Linked DNA regions of Sus scrofa: region 2 is linked to region 1. A link is a contact called in public promoter capture Hi-C data. All regions are on one chromosome and are shown on one strand. The core of a region is the stretch at or near the end of the contact, and the rest is flanking DNA. Distances in the headings are between cores, read along the strand shown. Region 1 overlaps TBC1D1 (TBC1 domain family member 1). Region 2 overlaps LOC100510918 (a long non-coding RNA gene).

What was found. Promoter capture Hi-C pulls out the DNA fragments that hold promoters and counts their contacts.
Region 2: a promoter capture Hi-C map of fetal liver shows a contact between it and region 1, with 4 times the contacts expected there. The contact joins two enhancer-like sites. A contact is called at or near these places in 1 of 5 promoter capture datasets (fetal liver) and 2 of 2 datasets of contacts at active chromatin or transcription factors (alveolar macrophages and skeletal muscle).

Annotation. Positions count from the first base shown.
Region 1 is chr8:29,542,023-29,546,947 of Sscrofa11.1, reverse strand. The region is part of intron 14 of TBC1D1 (TBC1 domain family member 1); the gene reads right to left. Among named protein-coding and RNA genes, the nearest start is that of MIR9840, 4.5 kb to the left of the region's middle. Within about 2 kb of position 2,042, at least 17 of the 83 cell types and tissues checked have an H3K27ac peak or open chromatin away from gene starts, as enhancers often do. A contact at or near this core is called in fetal liver, where this site is marked.
Region 2 is chr8:30,011,585-30,016,247 of Sscrofa11.1, reverse strand. The region is part of intron 1 of LOC100510918 (a long non-coding RNA gene); the gene reads left to right. Among named protein-coding and RNA genes, the nearest start is that of KLF3, 11 kb to the left of the region's middle. Within about 2 kb of position 1,662, at least 18 of the 83 cell types and tissues checked have an H3K27ac peak or open chromatin away from gene starts, as enhancers often do. A contact at or near this core is called in fetal liver, where this site is marked.

The sequences.
Region 1 (4,925 bases), core at 793-3,292:
CTATTTATGCTTATTTAATTATGATCCTATTAAACAAATGAGTATATTAAAATTCTAATTCTTTTGGAAGTAAGAAATAAAACTGATACACATGTAACAGGATGCACACTTGTTAACAGTTAATATAAAAATAGGAATCAAAATTGTCTATACAGTGTGATCTCAATTGTATAAGTATTATGAAAGGCAGTACGATCTAGTGATTAATAAATAGGTCAGGCTCTGGAGCGAGGCTGCGTGGGTTTTAATCAAGACTCTGCATTTACTGATTTTGTGATCTTCAGCAAGTTGCTTGAACTCTTTGTGCCTCAATTTCCCAATCTGTCAAGTGGGCATAACAGCACTCCCTCAGAGTAGTGTTAAGGGATTGAGTTAATACATATCATACCAACCACCTAAAGCAGAGTCCAAGACACAGTAAGAAGACAGCAAATGTTAGCTTTTACGTTTGTAATCACACATTCATTAAGGGCACAAAAAAAGTACCGGAAGGGAACATATCAAAATTTAGCTGCTCAACACTGTAAGCTCTGAGAAGGCTGGAACCCTGCCACCTCATCACCGACGGTTTGTCCAGCACCAAGCAGTCCCAGGCACCAGCAGGTGCTTCATAAATAACTACTGGATAAAAGAAGAGATAGGTAGATCCTGGTTTGGGGTGCTTGCTATTCTTCGTATTTCCTGTACTTTCTAAATTTGTGACAATATTTTAATAGTAAAAAAATTTTAAATCATGCAAATCTGTCCTGATTTAAATCAAATATTGAAAAATGTTCTCTGGCAAAATACTTAAGAGGACAAATCAGTCCCACCGGCCCCTCCCCCCCCCCCCCCCCCTGGTACTTGGGATTACTCATCACTGAACATGACATAGTTTAGTCCCTTTCTCAAGAGGAATTTTAGTCCCTATTTTTATTTAATCTTATTGTGCAGCTTGAAGTCTTCCACTTGAGCCCTTTCCCTTTTTTTTGTTGTTGTTGTTTTCTTTCATCATCTTGGCTGTTAAAATTCTGCTGGACCCCTGCAGTTACGATTCAAGTTCTGCTTTATCTCATATTGGAAAGTAGTGACACTCCCGCAGGTTTGTAAGAGAGTCTTGTTCCCAAAAAGTGATTCCAATGAGCTGTCTGGGCTGATGCGGCAGCAAGGGAGCAGTCAGAGCAGCACGTCGGCATCCCTTTGGAACCCAGGGACCGCCCAGTCCACAGAGCAGTGGGGTGGGCTTAATCTGGAGGCTCCCTCCCACCCTCAAACCTCACAGTAAGGCGAGGGCTCACCTCTCCCAGTCTCCCTCCCCGATTCTCGTCCTTCCTCCACAGCCCTTCTCCTCTGGGTGTCCTGAAAATTCCTACTCAGTTAACTTCACAATTCCAGAGCAATGAACAGGGCAGGCTGCCTCAGGCTGGGCTGATGGCACAGGTCTAGGAGTCTGGGCTGGGTGGTCCCCAGGTCCACGAACTCTCTGCCAACTAGACTGCTGACAGTTTTGCTATTTTCCTATTCAGAGAAGTCAGACCTGCAGAGGAAGAGCACTGTCTGGCGATGACGACTGAGAGGTTTAAGACAGAAACTGCCTCCCGAAGGCTTCTATTTCTGCCTTTATTTTCTTAGTATCAATCTCAGCTCAGTCCCTTGAGCTCTTACTATGTGCTGAGCCCTCAGCGTGGATAAGCCTGATTGTCACCCCTGCCTCTCAGACAGGTGCTATTATCCCCTTTCTACAGCCGAGATAACTAAGGGCAGTGAGGTTCTGTAGCGAGGCCAAGGTCACACAGCTACTAAGAGTCAGAGCCACAATTTGAACCAACGTGTGTTTTCGTCCAAAGGAAGAAACGCTGACCCAGTGCCTCTCTAACTTGCAGATGCACAAACACTATGTGGGTATCTTCCTAAAATGCAGATTTCGACTCAGCCAGTCTTGGGGCGGGGGCGGGGGGGTGTGTGTGCTGACAGCCTGCATGTCCCTCAAGCTCCCAGCTGATACCACCGTGGTTGGTCTCAAAGCTCACTCCCAACAGCAGGCTCCAGGCCACGTTTTCACTCTTCCTGTTTCACGCAACACTATGTACTTATCACGTCAGCTTTCATTTTCTTGTGCTGTTAGCACTAGAACATGGTCCAAGTTTCGCTCTCTGCTGCGTGATGAGGCCTTCCATGCGGTCAGAGCTTGTGAAGGTCAGGGCACCAAGGCCAAGTGCAGAACACAAAGAAGGACTGCAAGCACGAGTGTTGATTTCACCCGTGGATCAGCTAAATAAAGGATAATCCACTGTAAAGGTCAGCAATACGCCTGGCAATTTCGAGCAGGGTTGCTCGACCTCAGCACTGCTGACATTTTGGGCTAATTCTCCGCCATGGGGGACTGTCCTAGGCACTGCAGGGCGTTTATCAGCATCCCTGGGCACCACCAGCAGTGAGATCAAAATGCCCAGACGCTGCTAAATGTCCCCCAGGGAGGAGTGGGGACAAGATCACCCCCAGTCAGAACCCAAATTAGAATAAGACACCCACCACCTACTCTCCTAAACCTGGGAGTGGGTAAAAATACATCCCCTCCAGACAAAATTATATTATGTGGTAACAGTACTGATGTTATCATCTATAATTAAAATTTTTTTTAAAAATACACTATCAGAGTTCCGGTTGTGGTGCGGTGGAAACGAATCTGACTAGGAACCATGAGGTTGTGGGTTCGATCCCTGGCCTTGCTCCGTGGGTTAAGGATCCAGCGTTGCCATGGGTTGTGGTGTAGGTTGCAGAAACGGCTCGGATCTGGCATTGCTGTGGCTGTGGTGTAGGCCAGCAGCTGTGGCTCCCATTGGACCCCTAGCCTGGGAACCTCCATACGCTGCAGGTGCAGCCCTAAAAAGACAAAAAGACAAAAAAAAAAAAAAAAAAAAATAGCCTAGTTACAAAGGAGTTCAGTCATTTACAAAAGGAGGATGGTTAAACATTTGTTTATTCTAAATGTGGCTTTGGCTAAGTCAGTCCAGGAGGGCTATTTTCTGAACTATGCAAAAGACTCCAGATTCAGGGCAGAGATACAGCTCTGTGATCAGTCCTGGTTCACGTGTGCATGCACATGCATGTTTGGCATGCAGTCTCGTGAGCTGTGTACTCACACACACAGGGATTGGGTGGAGTGGCAGGTGAGGACAATGACAGGAAAATGCTGGACAACTGCTGGCTGAGTACCTTGTTCTAATAAGAAGTCTGTGCATTGTTTTAACTTGGATAATTCCCAGGCCATTTACAGCAGTATCTACTGAGTCCCTTATACGTACCGGGATGCAGGGTGCTCAGTGGTCTATGAGAGGCTTTGATGTTTTCAGTACTCTCCAGAACCACACGAGGGATCTGGCTTCTGCCCTCAACTTCTACTCCTGCTGAGGGGCTGAGCCCAGAGACTCAGGTGGGAGAGCACAGCTTAGAGCAGCAGAGGCTGAGCCGGGCTGGTCCTGCTCTGCAGACCTTTGTAAACATGTACAGCTTCTGGGTTCCAGTCCCTCGGGTTAAAACGTCAGCAGCGACATTCACCTCCGTCTGCCCCAACTGTGGGGATCACAGGTACTGACAGACATCTTCCTAAAGTCTACAAAGCCACAGAGCCAAAGCGCTGCAGTAACAGGTCCGTCTGGGCTTGGCTTTCACTATCCTGGCACCTCCTATAATGACAGGATACAGAAGGCTTACATTACGTAGACTTTCAGAAATAATGGCCTTCGATGTGTTCTAAAAATGTTTAAACACCAGCCATTATTCTGGCCCCTAAGAGACAAGTGCCTCCATCTAAATCACGGCTGAGATGCTCTCAATAGAGCCATAAACGTGATCTACGTGGGTGCGTCAACCAATACTCGAGATGCCAAATGGTCCTCCCACTGCCCTGTGCTGCCTCGGCTTCCACTCTGCACAGGGACGTGTGGGGAAGAAGGGGATGCTGCACGGTCAGTGAGACAGGACAGGAGGAAAAGAGATGTGTCAGCCTGACCCCCCACAGGGCTCCTGTCCTCTGCTTCTAAAGGACACTGCTACCAGGTTCAAACTGCAGTTCTCCTTCCTCTAAAAACAGAACATTAAATCACATGGAAGTGCCCTGTTAAGATCAAGGAGCCCCATGAAGAAAACGAGGAGACAGACCCTTAATCTCCAATACTCTGCTCTTTTCTGTTATCCTACCCCAGAGCATTTGATGACTCTCTCCATCCCTCTCGAAAAATCCCGATCTCCCATGCCAAAAGTAAAAGTCTAAAATTCTAGTTAGGCTCAAACCTCTGTTTTTACGATACCAATAGATCTTGGAGACAAGAATTAAAACTGAACATTAAATTTCTGGAGCAAAAGTTAACAACAGGGATTAACATCTGCAGCATCTGCTGTTACCAAGAGCTTCAAGAAAATTTCTTTTAAAAATCAAGGTAATATGGGGAGTTCCCGTCGTGGCGCAGTGGTTAACGAATCCGACTAGGAACCATGAGGTTGCGGGTTCGGTCCCTGCCCTTGCTCAGTGGGCTAACGATCCGGCGTTGCCGTGAGCTGTGGTGTAGGTTGCAGACGCGGCTCAGATCCCGCGTTGCTGCAGCTCTGGCGTAGGCCAGTGGCTACATCTCCAATTCGACCCCTAGCCTGGGAACCTCCATATGCCATGGGAGTGGCCCAAGAAATAGCTAAAAAGACTAAATAAATAAATAAATAAAATGAAAATCAAGGTAATATGAATGCGTACATTTAAGAAATAAACAGGCAGTCCTCAAATGAATGCTGTCAAACTGTTTCCAAAGCAAGAACAACTCTGCCTCTGCCACCATAGAATGTAGATGCCAGAAGAGCAGAGACTTTCGTGGTCCCCGCCATATCCCATGCCTGGGAAACAGCAGATGCATGGGGAGAAGTCACAAACAAATTCATTTACCCCAGATCTCTCT
Region 2 (4,663 bases), core at 413-2,912, 470 kb before region 1:
GGAGAGGTCCCTGGGGCCCAGGGTCCAATGGGGGCTGGAACCACTCAGGAGTGGCATAAGGCGGGCTAGGAACCATCAGCTGAGGCCGTGCTGGGGGGAAAAGGCAATGCCGAGGAGCTGCCGCTTTTCCCAGCGGACATTGGGAAACCATGGAAGGTTTCTGAACCAATGAGGTGCAAGACTGTGTATAAAATGACATTAAATATAACTCATGTAATTATAATTAAATATAATGAAATTATATAATATAATTAAACACAATGACATTAATGATCATAGAAAGTTCCAACAGTGCAGAGCAGGAGGCAGCAGCTAGGGTATTGGTACCATGGGGAGAAACACAAATATATATGTACATACATGTATGTGTATGTATACCATCTCTTGCTCTACTCTCTCTCTCTCAGCTTCAGGAACTAAGCCAGCAAAGAGATGGCGTGTGAATTACACTCTAGGGAAGTGGCCCTGCCGCCTGCCTTTTTCTGCTCATTCCAAGTGTGTTGCATGCTTGCACCCAAACCCTGAAGCGTGACCTATGAAATGTCTCCCTCGGTGTAAGAGCCCAGTTGCACCAGTTTTCCTGGTACTTTTCTGGGAAAGAAGACTTCAGCTTTGATTTCTTTGCTTCCCAACCTGGCAAGCCTGTCTACACTCACAAGTGCTTTAGAAGTTTGCTAATATGTCTAGAAGAAAAAAAAAAAAAGCCTATATTTGGATCACTATGAACAGTAGAGAATTGTTCACTGCCCTCGTAATTCAGAAAGATTTGCTAACAGCAGGTGATATTAAAATCATAATAATGTTGAATCCAAGTGATAAGTATGAGGGTGATTTTTTTTTTTTCATTTCAGTGTTGTTCTGTGTTTTTTTTTCTTTAGTGAGCACATATGTCTTTTGTAATAAGAAGTGTGTATTTAAAAAAAAAAAAAGAAAAGCTAAGAAAGTAATGTGCATGTTGCGTGTAATTAAATGTAGGACCTGAAGCTCAGTTTGACAAGGTGGCCCCTTGAAAGCACCCTGGACCCGGAGGTGTGGTCCTGTGTCTGTGAGTTTTGACGGGGGTAGGATGGCAAGGGAGGGACCTTAGGAGGAGAGGCCCAGGAGAGGGGGCGACCGTCTCCTGATGCTTTGGCTTTTTACCTGCTGCTTGAAGAGCTGGACCTGTGTGTGTTCTTGGAACTGAAATTCTTCTTCAAAATAGCATGCATTTACCTTAAAAGCCACTCCAAAGAGAAAAAGTTAAAAAGCAAAAACCAAACCCCCAACCCAGAAAACCCAGCACGCTGGACTGCCTAGAGCCGAAGTTCCTATTTCTCAAGAGATAGAAATATACTTCCTGGAGCACAAGGTCCACTCACCCTCTCCCTGTGGTCTTTCGCCAGGATCTGTTGATTCAACGGGAAACAGAAGTGTCAGCAGTTGTGCTGGATGCGAATGGAGGGGTGAGGGGGGCAGATGCCTTCGCCTCCTCAAGCACCCTTAATACAGGGGCGCTGTGCGGTCTTTGCCAGGAGGATCCAGCTTCCCTCACGTTTCTTTCAGCTGCATTTGTTTGTGTTATTGTTCTTCAAGTTTTCTGGGTAACTATAAGCAACAGACCTTGTTAGTTCCTCTTGAGATTGGCCACTACTCCCCACCCTTATTTCTCACCTCCTGGCATCCTGTTTGTCTCCCTGACTCTGTCCCCCGCCCCATCCCCACCCCCACTCAGCTACCAGCCCTTTTAGCCATGTTTTTCTTCCCTCAGTTAGTTACTTTTAAATATCTGTTTTTATGAATGTTCTCACGCCTAAGGGGGCACGCCATATATTCAATTTTGAATTCACTGATCTGTGCTTTCTTCTAGTGTGAACCTCAAAGGTATGTCTCAATGTGTATTCCAATGACCATCTCCCTCCACTCCTTTTCTTGAAGACTCTGTACTTCCAGGAGGGGATATAAGGAAATATGGGGAACATTGAACTATGTGTAGGACTTTTACGGTGATCTTTGCCTGTTTAAAGTTTACTGGGTTATGATAGGGACAAAAGGGATCTATAGGGTAAACTGTGTTTATGCTTACTTATATCAGTGGAATCTTTAGCTTATTAAATTTTAGTCAACCGTGTATGTGAACTATTTGGACTTACATTTCAATTTTGTTTATTATTGTTACAAATGGATCCATGAGTTAGTGAACCGCATGAATCCCAGCACCCCTTAAGTTTAGCAGGTTTATGAGAAGTGTTAGAACAATTTTGGGGAGTTCCCTTGTGGCTCAATGGGTTAAACACCCTGGTGTGTCAATGCTGGGGTTCTGGTTACAGCTGTGTCGGAGGTTCAATCCCTGGCCTGGGAACTTCTGAATGCCGTGGGCAACCCCTGGCAACAAACCAATTTTTGGAATACTGTCACAAAAAAAGTCATCAGAACCACTGAATAAATAATTCTGCCTAGTAGTCACAGTATCCTCATAGGAGAGAAAACTTACTTTCAAAAAAAAAGAGGAAAACACTTTCGAAGCTCATTGATTACAATTTTTGCTACAGAGTAGTTTATCTAATCAATTTCCTTTCCTATGCTGGAGATAAGAAAGATGAAGTTCAAAAGAAGCAGAAATTAATAATGGTGGACTCCTAAATCATTTCTCTTAAGGTCTGATGTCTGGATGTCTGAAAAATGAGAATTTCCCTCAAATTCCTAATTTTTCTCCTTTCCCATATATTCATTTATTTGGCAAAATTTTCAAATACGATTCACTGCATTTCACTTAGTCCTGAGAAGATGAGGGTGTCTTAAAGAAGTTCCTGGAGATCCCACTGTGGCTCAGCAGGTTAAGGAACCAGTGTCATCTCAGTGAGGTTGTGGTTTGATCCCTGGCCTCGATCAGTGTGTTAAGGACCCAGCAATGCCACAAGCTGCAGTGTAGTTTGCAGATGCTGCTCAGATCCAGATCTGGTGTTACAGTGGCTGTGATGTAGACCTCAGCTGCAGCTCCAATTTCACCCTTAACCTGGGGAGCTTCCATATGCTGCACAGGCACAGCTGTAAAAATAAAAAGTAAAAAAAAAAGAAGTTCCCAAGATCCTGGAGGAAATAGGAGAGGTTTGGGTGCGGATTCATTTACCATGCTTCAGGAGAGATACTGTTGCTAAGATCTTAGTTTCCTGCCCCAAATAGTTCAGATGTTCCCCATTCTGCTACATTTGAAAGTACCTTTTCCAAATTCCAGTCCTTGGTATTTTGAGGTTTTGATTAGGTGCTGGTGCTATTAAAAGAGTAGTACCCTTTGGATGACAAAATTTTTCATATTTCTTAATGTATTTCCTTTGACTTTCTTCTGTACTTAAAGAAAAAGTACATTTAGAGTCCTTAAAAAAAAGATTAATTTAATCTACACCATTTGGTAGAGATGATCCAACAAAGATGATTGTCTAATTCAAACGCAGTGATTACTGTGTTTGATATCCTCCCTAGGAACACTTTTTTTTTTTTTTTTTTTTTTGTATTTGTGTATTTTTAGGGCCACATCCCAGGCACATGGAAGTTCCCAGGCTAGGGGATCAAATTGGAGCTATAGCTGCTGGCCTACGCCATAGCCATAGCAATGCCAGATGTGAGCTGCATCTGCGACCTACACCACAGCTCACGGCAACGCCGCATCCTCAACCCACTGAGCGGGGTCAGGGATCGAACTTGTGTTCTCATGGATCCTAGTCAGATTTGTTGCCACTGAGCCACGACGGGAACTCCTTTTTTTTTAAAACACTGTTGGTTATGTTATTTCCGTTCTAGATAGCCATCTTTCTCATCCATAGTCTAGAAACTAAGGAAGGAAGGCAAAGTTTGTGTAGCTTATTTTAAAGAAAACCTTTCCTGTATCATTGTTTTTTTAAATGTGTATAATTCATAGTAATTCATGTTCTCTTTTTTGAATCTAAAAAGAAATCTTCCAAAAATGTTTTAAAATTGCTTTTACATGGTGGACTTACCTCTCCTCTCAGCTCCCCATGCAGTTTATATTTCTAGTTAGCTTGAACACCAATAGTTGTTGCTAAGCTACTGAGGGCTTTATCTTTTTATAGTCCTTTTTGAACTCTTTATAGTTAATAGACACTTCTGTATTATTCCAAAAACTAATTTCCTTGACCACAGAAATGATTATTTTCCATTTGAATTATTGATCTATAAAAGGATGACTATACTCTCATTTACATAGTATTAATGTGTATTTTTATATATACACACATTATTGCATATCACTTGCTTTAGTTCCTCTTGAGTTATATTCCTGAAAATATAAGCATTACACAAAATGGTATTATTAGAGTCTACTTTTTCCAAGGAAAATATTATAGGTAAATATTATATTTAAACTATTATAATTTAAAATTCCATTCAGAATGTCCTCTTACATCATATAAAAGTAGAGAGAAAGTTAGACTGGGAATCCAATGAGAAACACTTATTAAAATAGTCAAAACAGTGACAGCCACACTTATGTATGAGGTTAGGGCCCTCTTCTCCAATTATCTTTATCATTATTGCTTGGATCCAGTTAAGTGAAAAGAAACATAACAACAGGATTTTTTTAAAGGTCATATGAAGACGAGATTAAGTGGTCAGAAAACAAATGGAAGAATATCACACTCCTTTTTCCTAAAAGCTTTGCATCAGATCAAGA